Regions from separate parts of the Anas platyrhynchos genome. Here region 1 is linked to region 2. Evidence: chromatin contacts called from public Hi-C data. All regions are on one chromosome and are shown on one strand. The core of a region is the stretch at or near the end of the contact, and the rest is flanking DNA. Distances in the headings are between cores, read along the strand shown.

The links. Hi-C and Micro-C count contacts between places; a contact is called where the count stands out from the background.
Region 1: a Hi-C map of skeletal muscle shows a contact between it and region 2, with 3 times the contacts expected there. The contact joins two enhancer-like sites. A contact is called at or near these places in 2 of 8 Hi-C or Micro-C datasets (liver and skeletal muscle).

What each region holds. Positions count from the first base shown.
Region 1 is chr4:78,261,037-78,266,378 of IASCAAS_PekinDuck_T2T, forward strand. The region is part of intron 7 of EXOC6B (exocyst complex component 6B); the gene reads left to right. Among named protein-coding and RNA genes, the nearest start is that of EXOC6B, 120 kb to the left of the region's middle. Within about 2 kb of position 2,390, at least 3 of the 8 cell types and tissues checked have an H3K27ac peak or open chromatin away from gene starts, as enhancers often do.
Region 2 is chr4:78,177,303-78,182,843 of IASCAAS_PekinDuck_T2T, forward strand. The region is part of intron 1 of EXOC6B (exocyst complex component 6B); the gene reads left to right. Among named protein-coding and RNA genes, the nearest start is that of EXOC6B, 32 kb to the left of the region's middle. Within about 2 kb of position 3,654, at least 2 of the 8 cell types and tissues checked have an H3K27ac peak or open chromatin away from gene starts, as enhancers often do.

The DNA.
Region 1 (5,342 bases), core at 1,140-3,639, 82 kb after region 2:
TTACCCTCATCTCTGTTGGCATGGAAGAAAACCGTACCGATAGGGGTGGGATCCTGGCTCCGTGAGGGCAGTGGTAGAGTTTGTTTGAGTTTAACGGGGCCAGGATTGTGGCTGTGTGGGCTGAGCTCACGTAGGTTTTTGGTTGTGTTGTCCTGGGATCCTCTCGAGCAGTTGAACGGGAGGTGAGCTGCGGGGAGAGGGAAGGGAGGTAAAGAAAATAAGAGGCTATATAACAGTTCTTTCATGTCTTCGTTTCTGGCTCTGGTCGTACACAAAAATGAACGGGATTATGGCTGAGAGGGAAGCGTTGGCTTTGAGAAGTTCTCTGCAGTTTCCCCATTAGCCTTTAGAGGGCAGTTCATGTCCAGTAAATAACAGATTTAGGGACTTGAGTGATTTCTCTGAGTTTTGAAAGCTCGGTCAGCAAATATGGAATATTTTTTAATGTGAAATTTTAATGAATTCTCCAATAACTGCTCATGCTTTAAAAAAACAAATATTTTGTCAACCTAAAGAAGCAAGGTGAGATCAAGTTTTGATTTATTTACAACTGTTTGCAGCCTTTCTAGTTTAAATGCTAAAAATTGTGACGGGAGCAAATGTTATTTATTGAGGTTGGGACAAAAAGTCTTGGGAATTCACTATGGTAGAGGAGAATTATCTCATAGCTGGACTAGAAAGTTTTTTAAGTTAAAAACAAACACACACAAAGTGTTGTTTGAGTTTGGGGAGTGGGGTTTATGGACAGTAATGCTGTGTGATGAATAACTCCCAAAATCTCGTCTCCAAATCCCCAAGCCTCGTGCCCAGCAGTCGTATCCCTGGCGAACAACTCCTTGGTAAGAAGTAGTTTATCAACAGAAAATTTCAGCACAAATTTAACAGTGTCAAAGGAATCTGGGTGACACGAAGGCAGCCAAATGAAATATAAGCTCTTCTGTAAAGTGATCTTCAGTGAAACTTTTCATATGGGATTAAACACCCCGTATAGTCAACATGCTTGGAGAAGCAGCAGCTATTTAATTCCGATTAATTAAAACCAGAAATAACACAATAATGTTCTTCTTTCTTCTACTACTACCCTAAAGCTCATGGATCACGGAGAAGATGATTATTCTCGAAAAAGCCATTTAGCTCTTAACAAGAAAAGGGCTGAGCCACAAAGACTGGCTTTTGACATCTGTTTTGCGGGTTTCTCATCAAAAAAACCATAGGGGTTATTCCTAAACAGAATGAAGTGTTCTTTGTTGCAAGAAGGACTTTGCTTTGTGCGTGTTTAATCTTCCAGAGGTGGAGGTACTGTTGTTGTTTCTGTCCCCCAAGAGATACGAACAATCTCATAGGGCATTTCTCTCCATTTTTGGGTTCATTCTTTAACTCCTAGGATTCTTACCCAGTCTTGCTGCCTAGGATTTCGGTACATTGGTACCTAGCTCTGAAGTTACCCTTGTATGCTGAAGCTGATGGCACTTTGAGTGAACCCCTTCAGCTTCCTACTGCAAAAACATTTCTCTGTCATAAAGAACTAAACAAAACCAACAATCAACAACCAAGAAAATACCCCAAAGCGGCAAAGGAAGGCTCTCAAGATACCCGTTAGTCCAACAGGTTCTTCCCAGGCGTGGTTGGCATTACAGAGCCCATCCGTAGCATGCGTTCATCAGACGTGTCCTTGAGCCTGCGGAGATGGAGACCTCTCTGTTAGGCCATTGCTTGGTGTTTTTCTGTCCTTATCCTTCCTGGTACGCCTAAACTTAATGTCCTGGTGTGATGCACTGCATGGGCAGGGCACAGAGCTCAGCACCCGCACAGCCCCATGAACGTGCCTTCGGCTGCATCGCAGAGCAGATGAGTCCTCGGTGCTGGTGGCATTACCTGGAGCCACCGCCACGAGCAAGGTGTCTGTCTTACAGAGGGGCATTGGAAGAGAAGATCCATGCCTTGGCTTGAGCTGCTGGAAGGCTGCCCGCTGCTTCGATGCCCTTGAGGTTCAGCACCTGCTATCCTGGGTTGTCCTGAGTACGGCCGAGGATCGTTTCTGACTGCGGATCTGCTCTGCAGATCTTCCCAGGTCTCATTTAAGAGACTTACAAGCTGCCTTGCTTCAAAACCTAAAGATGTTTTGTCCAGGACTCAGGGCTCGGGGCTTTGTCCCTTTATTCCGATGGGTCTTTGTGTGTTCCGGGCTAATCGGGACCATCTCAGATAGGTGCTTTGAACCTTACCGGCTTCTCAGAACCTTGAAAAAAACCCAAACCAGGCCGATAAATGGAAACAAAAGCAGAATCTTGAAAGGAAACTTATCTCCACAACGCCTAGCAAGGCCCAGAGAGAGGGTGTGTGAAACAGCAGCGTGGCAACTCCCACAGAGAACAGAAGAAAGGCGTTTAATCAGAGACCAAGATATGGGGGTCAGCACTCCTCCGGCTGTATAACTTCTCGAGGGTCAGCGTGGTCAAGATAAGAGCAGAGCAGAGATCCAGGACCTGATGAGCCCTCATTCTCCCTCCCTTCCCATTGCTAACCCATCAGATGACGATGTCGGGCAGTGTTTCTCAGTATACCGGCAGCTTCAAATGGCCTGGAAAAATGAGAGTAGAAACACCGAGACGCTTCGGAATCGGCTTACGCAGCCCTTTTGGTTTGTCCCAGTTAACCAAAGCCGAGCTGTGGAGCTGTCAGAGCCACAGGCTTCGATGAGTTTGAAATACCTTGTACAACAGCGGTCCTCCTCCTGCTTTTAGGCAGCTTATCCAATTTTCAGCTTCTCCCCTCGGTGTAAATGTGATAAACGCACTTTTTAATCGCATAACCGAGCTGCTTTTGATGCCTGCGTGCCGATAGCTTGTTCTGGAGGCTAGATCACACAGAAGCCTAAATCAACACTTTGCTCCATAAAGGACTTCCAAAAAAACGGCTTTCTGTCTTTTATTGTGCAGCTGACCTGGAGGACTCGCCTGCTTGAGTCCTTTTATCAAGGCTAATGTGATAAACTTCTTCTTACAGCTCCTGGGAGAGGAGAGCGCTCAAGTCTCCATCGCTCCTTTCCCCGAGTGCCGTACTGCAGGAGCTTCCCCAAAGCACTCTAGAGGCTCAACAGTCTTCGTATCAAATGCTGAATTAACCAAGCTGCTCTCTACAATGAACCCCGAGGATATAAATAATGCTGACCTTGCCTCACAGATAAGGAAAAGGAGCCGGAGTGTGGGGATGAGGAGAAATCCCTGGGTCAAAGCAAAAGCAAAGGGAGAATTGCTCGCCCACGCTTGCACACTCGATGCTGAAAATTTGTATTTGTGCAAACCTGATGGTTGGGAATATTGTCAGGAGATGGTTAGCACGGGGTGAACCGAGGTCTAAGAATCATTTTTAGGGAAGGAGGAGAGGTGGAAGGTTGAAGCAAAGGCTGTGCAGGGTGGTGGGGGAGTGCAAATTCACTGAATGCTGCATTTTCAGAGTTATTTTTCTAATGGCCAAGCAGCGAGTTAAAAAAAAAAATCATGTTTTTGGGCCTCATTTCCTGTGCTGATGGTGAACTTTGTCAGACAAACCTCTGACAAATTGTTTTCTCTGATAACCAGTTAACACCAAGGAAGCAGATAGGCAAAAACTCTTATCATCTTGACAAGCGACTGGGTTTTAGTTAAAACTGAAAACAGAAGCTGTGTCAGCGTGTTGAGTTTACACCTTGCAATAATAATACATGCTTTTATCTGATCTGAGGGGGATTTTATAACTTTCAAATGGATCTTTGGCCGGGAGCCAGCCGTACTGTCATTTTTTATTAACTTTCTTTTTTTCTTCCCCCGTAGCCAGTCTGCTTTTTGTAATATTGTTGAAGGAATATGTAGCCCATTCCTGGGGATATTGTGAAACGATATTTTAAAGTTCCGTGTCTCAGCCCATTAGAGGGGTCTATAAAACAATCACAGCAGCCAATGTGCAGTAACTAATCAAAACCACCGAAGCTAACCACAGCGGTACTTCAAGCCCTTTTAAATAATAAAACCTCTTCTGCCGTGCCTTATCTACCGTCTCATCAGGAAGGAGCTAATTAGATTCTTCTCAAAAGTAAATATTGTCAGTTCATCGGTGGGTGGAGGTGACGGGAGGTAAGACGCGCTCGCTGTCAACATTGGCAAACCGAGGCAGAAAACAAGACAAAGTTGTAAAAACCCTATAAAAAGCTGCTGGAGTTTTAAAGGAGCTCGCTCCCGTGTAGGTGGTATCAAACCCTTCCCTTGCGGGAATGGGGCTTCTGTAGGCAGAGCCTGGGGGGGACACGGGGTGGGATTTGGGGCTGTGGGTAAGGCAGCTCCTGGAGTTTGGGGCCACCACGTCTCACATCTCCTATAGCATGGCCAGGCCGTGGGCTTAGTCCCTTGTGGTGGCTTTCTTGTACTGCGATGCCTTCTGGGTGTGAATTCCCTCTCCGAAGCTCGCAGCAGCGTTTTTGGGATGCACTGGCAAATATTGAGGACTGGTATTTAGGGTTCTTGTATGGCAGGCTTGAAGGTAAGCCCCCCACAGCCACGTAACGAAAGGTTGGGCACGTGGTGGAGTGGGCGTGCGGGCGGTGTAAAAGAAGTGAATGGCTTGGGGGAACATAGCTAATAATAAAAAAAAAGTGCTTTTCCCCCCTGCTCTTTTGATCCTCTGTTAAAAAAGGGATGGCAGGAGGAAGATCAATGTTTCCAGTTGAGTTTGGCCAACAAAACCTACCGGCTTCTTCTCCAAGGGATCCCACACCAAGGGGCAGCCCCAGGTCCTCGTCCTGGCCCCTGAAGGCTGCAGGGGGAAGGCTGTAGCCAGAGCCAGGACCTTGCTGCTCTTTGGGGACTGGGATTTCGGCACGTGGGCATGCAATTCTCGCTGGGCTTGGGGCAGGTTTCAGCTCCGTGTTATTGCTGAACCCAACGTTGGCTACGAGCAGGCGTTGGGTTTCTTCACTTTCCTTTTTATTGTCACGTTAAGCGGAGAGCCGAGAGATTGATAGTCTCGTATAATGGAGGTAATTTTACAGAATAATACAAAAATGCACTTGCTTTCATGTAAACCACACCAAAAGGTAAGGGGATTTTTTTGTTTTATTTTTGTCCCTCGAGGGCTTTTCTCCTCCCCCATAGCCCCGGGTTCCTCCGCTTTCAGAGGGCACGCTGGAGTGTCGCCTCTGCTTTGATGTGGTTTCTAAAGTGTGCCTCTTCATTGGGCTCCCTACAGATGCCTTTATGTGAAACAGAACATTAAAATCCAAATGTGCCTGCTCCGCAGGTCGTTTTTCATCCTTTATGGGCGACGTCAAATATATTGCAGGGTTGTTCTGCTGCACCCCCGGCCCAGGA
Region 2 (5,541 bases), core at 2,404-4,903:
GGGAGCTGTCCTGTCTGGACCTTTAGAGGGAGCTTTCTCTTTGTCTCCTAGATTTCACATTAAACTATTTTATGGGGTTTGAAAGGATATAGCCATTACAATACCAGAGTGATTTGAAATGTTATTTTTATATATATATATAATATATTTGGGTAAAGAAAAGGCATGGCATTGGTGACTGACCACTTGGTGGAAAACACTCCCAGAATTGCAGACTACTTGAGCTTGGCAAGGATCTCTGGAGGTTTTCTAGTCCTGTCCCTTGCTCAAGCAGTGTCACCCAGGGTGGGTTGCTCAGGACCGTGTCCAGGTGGGTTTTAGGGGTCTTCAGGGATGGAGACACCTGAACATCTGTAGGGTAACCTATTTTGGTGTTTCAGCACCATCACAGTAACAGCTCTGTGCGTGCTTTTAATTAAAAAAACCAAATCTTCAGTGGAATTTCGTGTGTGTTTTTGCTCTTGGTGCCTCTTGTCTGGCCACTGGGCACCACTGGGAAGAGTCTGGCCCTGCCTTTCCTGCCACCCATCAGATGTGTGCTCTCCAGAGACTCCACGTGGTTGTTGGTGACATTCATCGTCCCCAGCCCCAGGGGACACACCACTGCACGTGGTCATCGTCATCACGTTGCACAATATCTGTTCTCCTTGGGGTTAGCTGTGGAGCTCTGTTGGGCGAGGAGAAGGCTGGACGCACCCTGTTATGTGGCAAGATCTATTCCAGTGTGCGCTCCATGGCTCATCTGTATGTCACAGGCTGTGAATTTTCACTCTTGTGCCTATGTTGAGCAAGACACCACGTCTGGGTAGGGTACATAGCGCTGAGCAGGGGCCAGCTTGGAAGCATCTAGCTGGAGAGGGGAAAATCCACCGCTTCCTTGCTCGTGTCTGCCACGGGCTCTGGAAGCACGCAGACAAGTGCTGTGCCTCTGGTCTGCGCTGAATTCATCTGGTTTGGGACTGCAGTCATCGTGCTGTCTTTTTTTTTGCCCTCCCTGAATGAATCAGCTCCTTGGTACCTGATATGGATGATATGGGTGTGGGTGGTTCTTTAAAAATATCTATTTATGGGATGTACTTGCATCTAGTAATTAAATTGCTTCTCAATCTCCCTTCTGAATAAGCCAGGTGGAGAGATCTCATAGCGTCATGCCATGTCCAAGGCACTTTTTCTAGCCAGTGATCTTCTGTAGTCACCTTTAGGCATCTTCTGGGACTCGTGCCCCTCTGGGATTTGCACGTTCACTGCTCTGGAGCTGGTATTTCCTTCGTGTGAGTTCCCAAATAAAGGTAACCCACCGTGCAGCGGGTTAAGATCTGCTTTCCCCCTTCAGAAGTCATCAGAGCGAGAATCAGCTGGAGCCAGAGCTTCGTGCCCCGTTGTGAGCAGCACATCTGATGGCCATCTCCTCCCTGACCCCGAGCGTGTCCCCTCGGCCCAGCCTCAGCCTGCTCGGGGCTCGACGTGCCGCAACGCCGCTGCGGGCGCAGCACAAGGGAGGTTGGAACATTTGCGGTGGCTTGGAGTCCACATCCTCCGCTGCTTGTGGCTTTGTGTCTGCCCCCTTATTTCGCCACTTCTCCCGACAATAGTACATGTGGTGGAAACGTTGGGGGACTTCCTGCGAGTAAGCGCGATGAGGGTGTAGCGTTAGATTTCCTCCTCTCTAAATTGTGTTGTTTACAGGCGCTGTAAAAGATGATTCATCTCCCTCTTAATGTCAACCAGCTTGGACGGGGCGAAATTTATCTCTCGCTGGGTTCTCGCTAGCATTCCTACCCTACACATGGTGCAAATCAAGTGTCCTCCCAACTTGAAAGAGCTTGAGAGAGCCGGGCCCGCTGACGCATCGCTTTTGTTCTTGGGGGAATTGTTTCCATTGTGCTCGCAGAAGAAGGAGGGAGGTTGAAAGCTCTGCTCGTGGCCAGTTCTCTCCATCTTCGCCTCAGCTGGGGGCGTTCGTGCTTGCTCTGGCTGCTCTGCCTTGCCTGGCTTGGGGTCGCTCCTTACGTTTCCTGGCTCGTCTGGAGGCTGAGCGCTAATTTGTTCAAGCTCTCCCTGTCCGTGTCTTTTATCGTCTGAGAGTCGTTCTTTAATAGGGACATTATAGCCGAGTTGTTCCATTATATTTTTCAATTAGGGTAATTATTCCTCGTTTCCTTCGGAGTCTTGCTGGCACAGAGCAGCTATATCCTACCCCGGAGACGGCTGTGGCTTTATGGTGGCTCCGTTTTTCCACTAACGTATAGTCCCAAAGTCTTTGTTGTCAGAAATGAACGCTCAAGGAGGCTTTAGAGCATTTTATAACCAAAGACCTGATCTTGTACAAATGAAGGAAATGGGAATTTGTCTGTTGTCGTCAGTGAAAGTGGAATTGGGTTCTTTGAAGTCCTTTTAAAAAAAAACAAAAGGCTTCCCTACCCAGAGCCAGAGACACCATTTCTTCCAGCTTCGGGACGTCGTACAGCGTTGGCTAAGATCAGGTGCTTTCCAAACAGTTTCAGCTATTCAGCTCAGACCCTATTAAAAAATAAAAAAAGGTGTGGGGGGGAGCTACAGGGAACCTCAAGAAGCTGCTCATCCTCTCCCTGTCTGAGGAGGTCCAGGAGCAAATGTGTCCGACCTGTCCCCGCTGGATGTTTTTCTGACTTGTTCTTAGAAATGATGGCTTTAACGAGGTCCTATAGCGTGCCTAGATGTTCGGTTTTGGTTTTCTGCCACTCGTGCAGTTAGAAAGCTTTGTCTAATGTTTAACCTAATTCTCCTGGGCAATTTAAGCCCATTACTATTTCTCCTCTCTCCAACAGGCAGAAATATTTTCGTGGGAATGTCAGCCTGGGCCTCCTCTGGTAGTCGTACATCCCAAACACTGCTGCCTCTTAATCCAGCTTCCCTCCCCGAGGATGTTGCTGTTACTGCCTCATGTCCTCCAGATGAGTTTGCCAGAGGAGGCATCTCTAGTTAGAAAGAGGACGGGCTTTCGCTTGCAGCCCTGCAGCTCAGAAGTGAGCAGCAGCTCGGGGCTGAGGCTGAGATCCGAGGGGAAGGAGGGGTTTGCTCACCCCAAACTCAGCCTTTGAGTCCCAGAACCTCAACCCTGGATGCCAGGGGTTTAAGGCAGGGTTAGTGCCTCCTGTACGGAGCTCTCTAGAGGGGTTTCAGCTCAGCAAGGCTAACTAAGCTTGTTCTGTTTTTATTATATATATATTTTTATTTAGGTCTTGGGCACTAACAGATACACCCTGAGCACCGGGTGTGGGGTCTGCTCTCAAAGCTGCCAGACCCTAGGCTGCTGTTTCACATCTATATTTAGGCAGCCAAATCCGACGTGTTCCCTAATCTGCGAGCTGCACGTGAGTTTTAGGAAGCAATTACTCAGCTGTAAATGAGAGAGAGCCTCTTGCTCAGCTAGCACTGATGGGAGAAACGGGCAGCAAGGTGCTCATCTCTGGCAGAAGCTGTGCGAGGTTTCCTCCTGGGAGCCACTTGTGTGATTAATCTGGTTTGATTACACTGATGTAAGTTAAAGAAACTTTTCAGGCTTCTTTTCTAAAGCACCTTCACTCCCGCAGGATGCTGGTGGGGCAGGAGAGGCTGCAGCAGGAGGGCAGGAGTGTTAACGGGACCGGAGCAGGAGCTTTCCCCTGGCAGAGCTGCATGCAGAGCTGCTGCTGCAAGCTGGGAACGTCTCAACACAATAAAGTGGCAGTGGAGGGCTCCTTGAGCTCCTGTCTGTTTATTCAGGCCTTGGGTTGACCTGGCACACTCCTCTGTGAGCAGAGAGGGGCTGGAGCCTCCAGGTTGCCCGTGCCAAGAGCTGTTTGTGCTCGGTGCCTCCCGAGGTGGAGCTGAGGCTGCTTTTGGGCATCAAGGACCAGGTGTGAATTCACCAGAACGGCCACCCCGGTGCTTTGGAGAAGTTCTGGTGCGAGTGTGGATGTTCTCCATCACCCTGCTGTCGATTCGAGTGCGCCTTGTATGGTTTTCTAATGCAGTGCTTTTAATCTCGGGCACGTCTCGGGGATTTGTTGTGCCTCTGCTGGATGCTATGACAACACTGCTTCACAGCAGAAACGAGGGCCCGAGTCCTAGAGCCAAGAATGCACGCACACAACCAAAATCGCCTTGTTTAAACAATGCATAAGACAACAAAATGAACTTTGTTAGCAGGGGGAAGAAGACTTTTATTGGGCAATAACACAGCAAGCATAGACATTAACATTTTTCTGTGGTAATCTAATCTGCTTTTATAGATGTAATGACTCAAATACTAATCCTGTAAAGTTTATTTAAAAAAAAAAAAGATATTTTGTTATCAGTAACTTTATTTGTGGATGCTTTGGAAGCGTGCCTCTCATCCTCATTGTCGAGTGTCTCCCTTTCCTGTGCTGCTGGTAGGGTAAATAACCAGCGGGAGGCCAGCAGCATCCAGTCGACAAAACGTGCTTTTCTCCAGAACCCTCTTCCTGGTGATGGAGATGGCCTTCATCTTGCCAAGTTTTGGGCGTGAGACGTGGCCAAACTCCCATTGTTTTTGTGTGCACGGCTTTTAGCGTGAGAAATAGCTTCCACATGGAGGGGTGAGAGGGAATTAGAAGGGGATAACTTGCACCTGCACTGCACGCTGGCACGGCCGTGGATGTGCAGCAGGACCAGCGAGGTGCTCCCAGCATCTCAGTTCTTGCTGCCTGGCTCTGCTTTATCCCAAATGAGATGGCGTTCAGCCCAGTGGTGGCTTTTTGGGGTGGTTTGTGCCTTGTACCTTGTCCTGGGGCCTGGGTCTGCAAGCTTCTCAGCACTGTGTGGGTGATGGGGGTCAGTAGGATCTTCTGTTCTGTGAACACAGTGGCTGATCTCAGGTGTGTACAGACGTTATGTATGATGCCATAGGCCATACCTAAAATACATTTTCCAAAAGACAAGGTTTCTGCATGTTAATACCCCTACTTTGCTCCCATACAATGATTTTTGTCTGCTTTTCTGATCTTCCACCCACATGCTGCCTGGCACCTGCCCTGCTCTTTTGCCAGGGTGGCTTCCTGGGCCTGGCTGTGCTGGATGCCTCTCTGTCTGCCTGATAAAGCTTGTTATTAATTCGGCATGTCCTCATTCTGCTTGTCCTTCAAATCAAAGCCCAATTCTTCCAGCTTTTCTTCCTAGGCCAATAAATATGGTGCCGTGCTGGTGACTGCCATCCCGCAGAAGCCCCTTCTTCCCTCTGGTCCTGTTCTACCCCTGCTGCTGCTTTCACCTTTCCTTGGTCTCTGCCTCGTGTGCACTTTAACCCATGTTCACCTTTGCAGCTTCTGGTCGTGCTCCCAGTCTCTCGAGGTCTTTGGCTGCTGCTTTCCAGCAGGCTCGTGGCCGCCCTCGCTTCGGCGCTACCGCCGTATTTCGAAAGTACAGCTTGTATTATACTTTCCAATTTACTAATAAAACCGCTGAAGAAAACCAGGCTCGGAAGAAATTCATGTGGAAGCACTGTTGAAAAGCCCCTTCTGGTTGAGCCCAGTCATTGACAAGCAACTTCGCCTTCAGAAT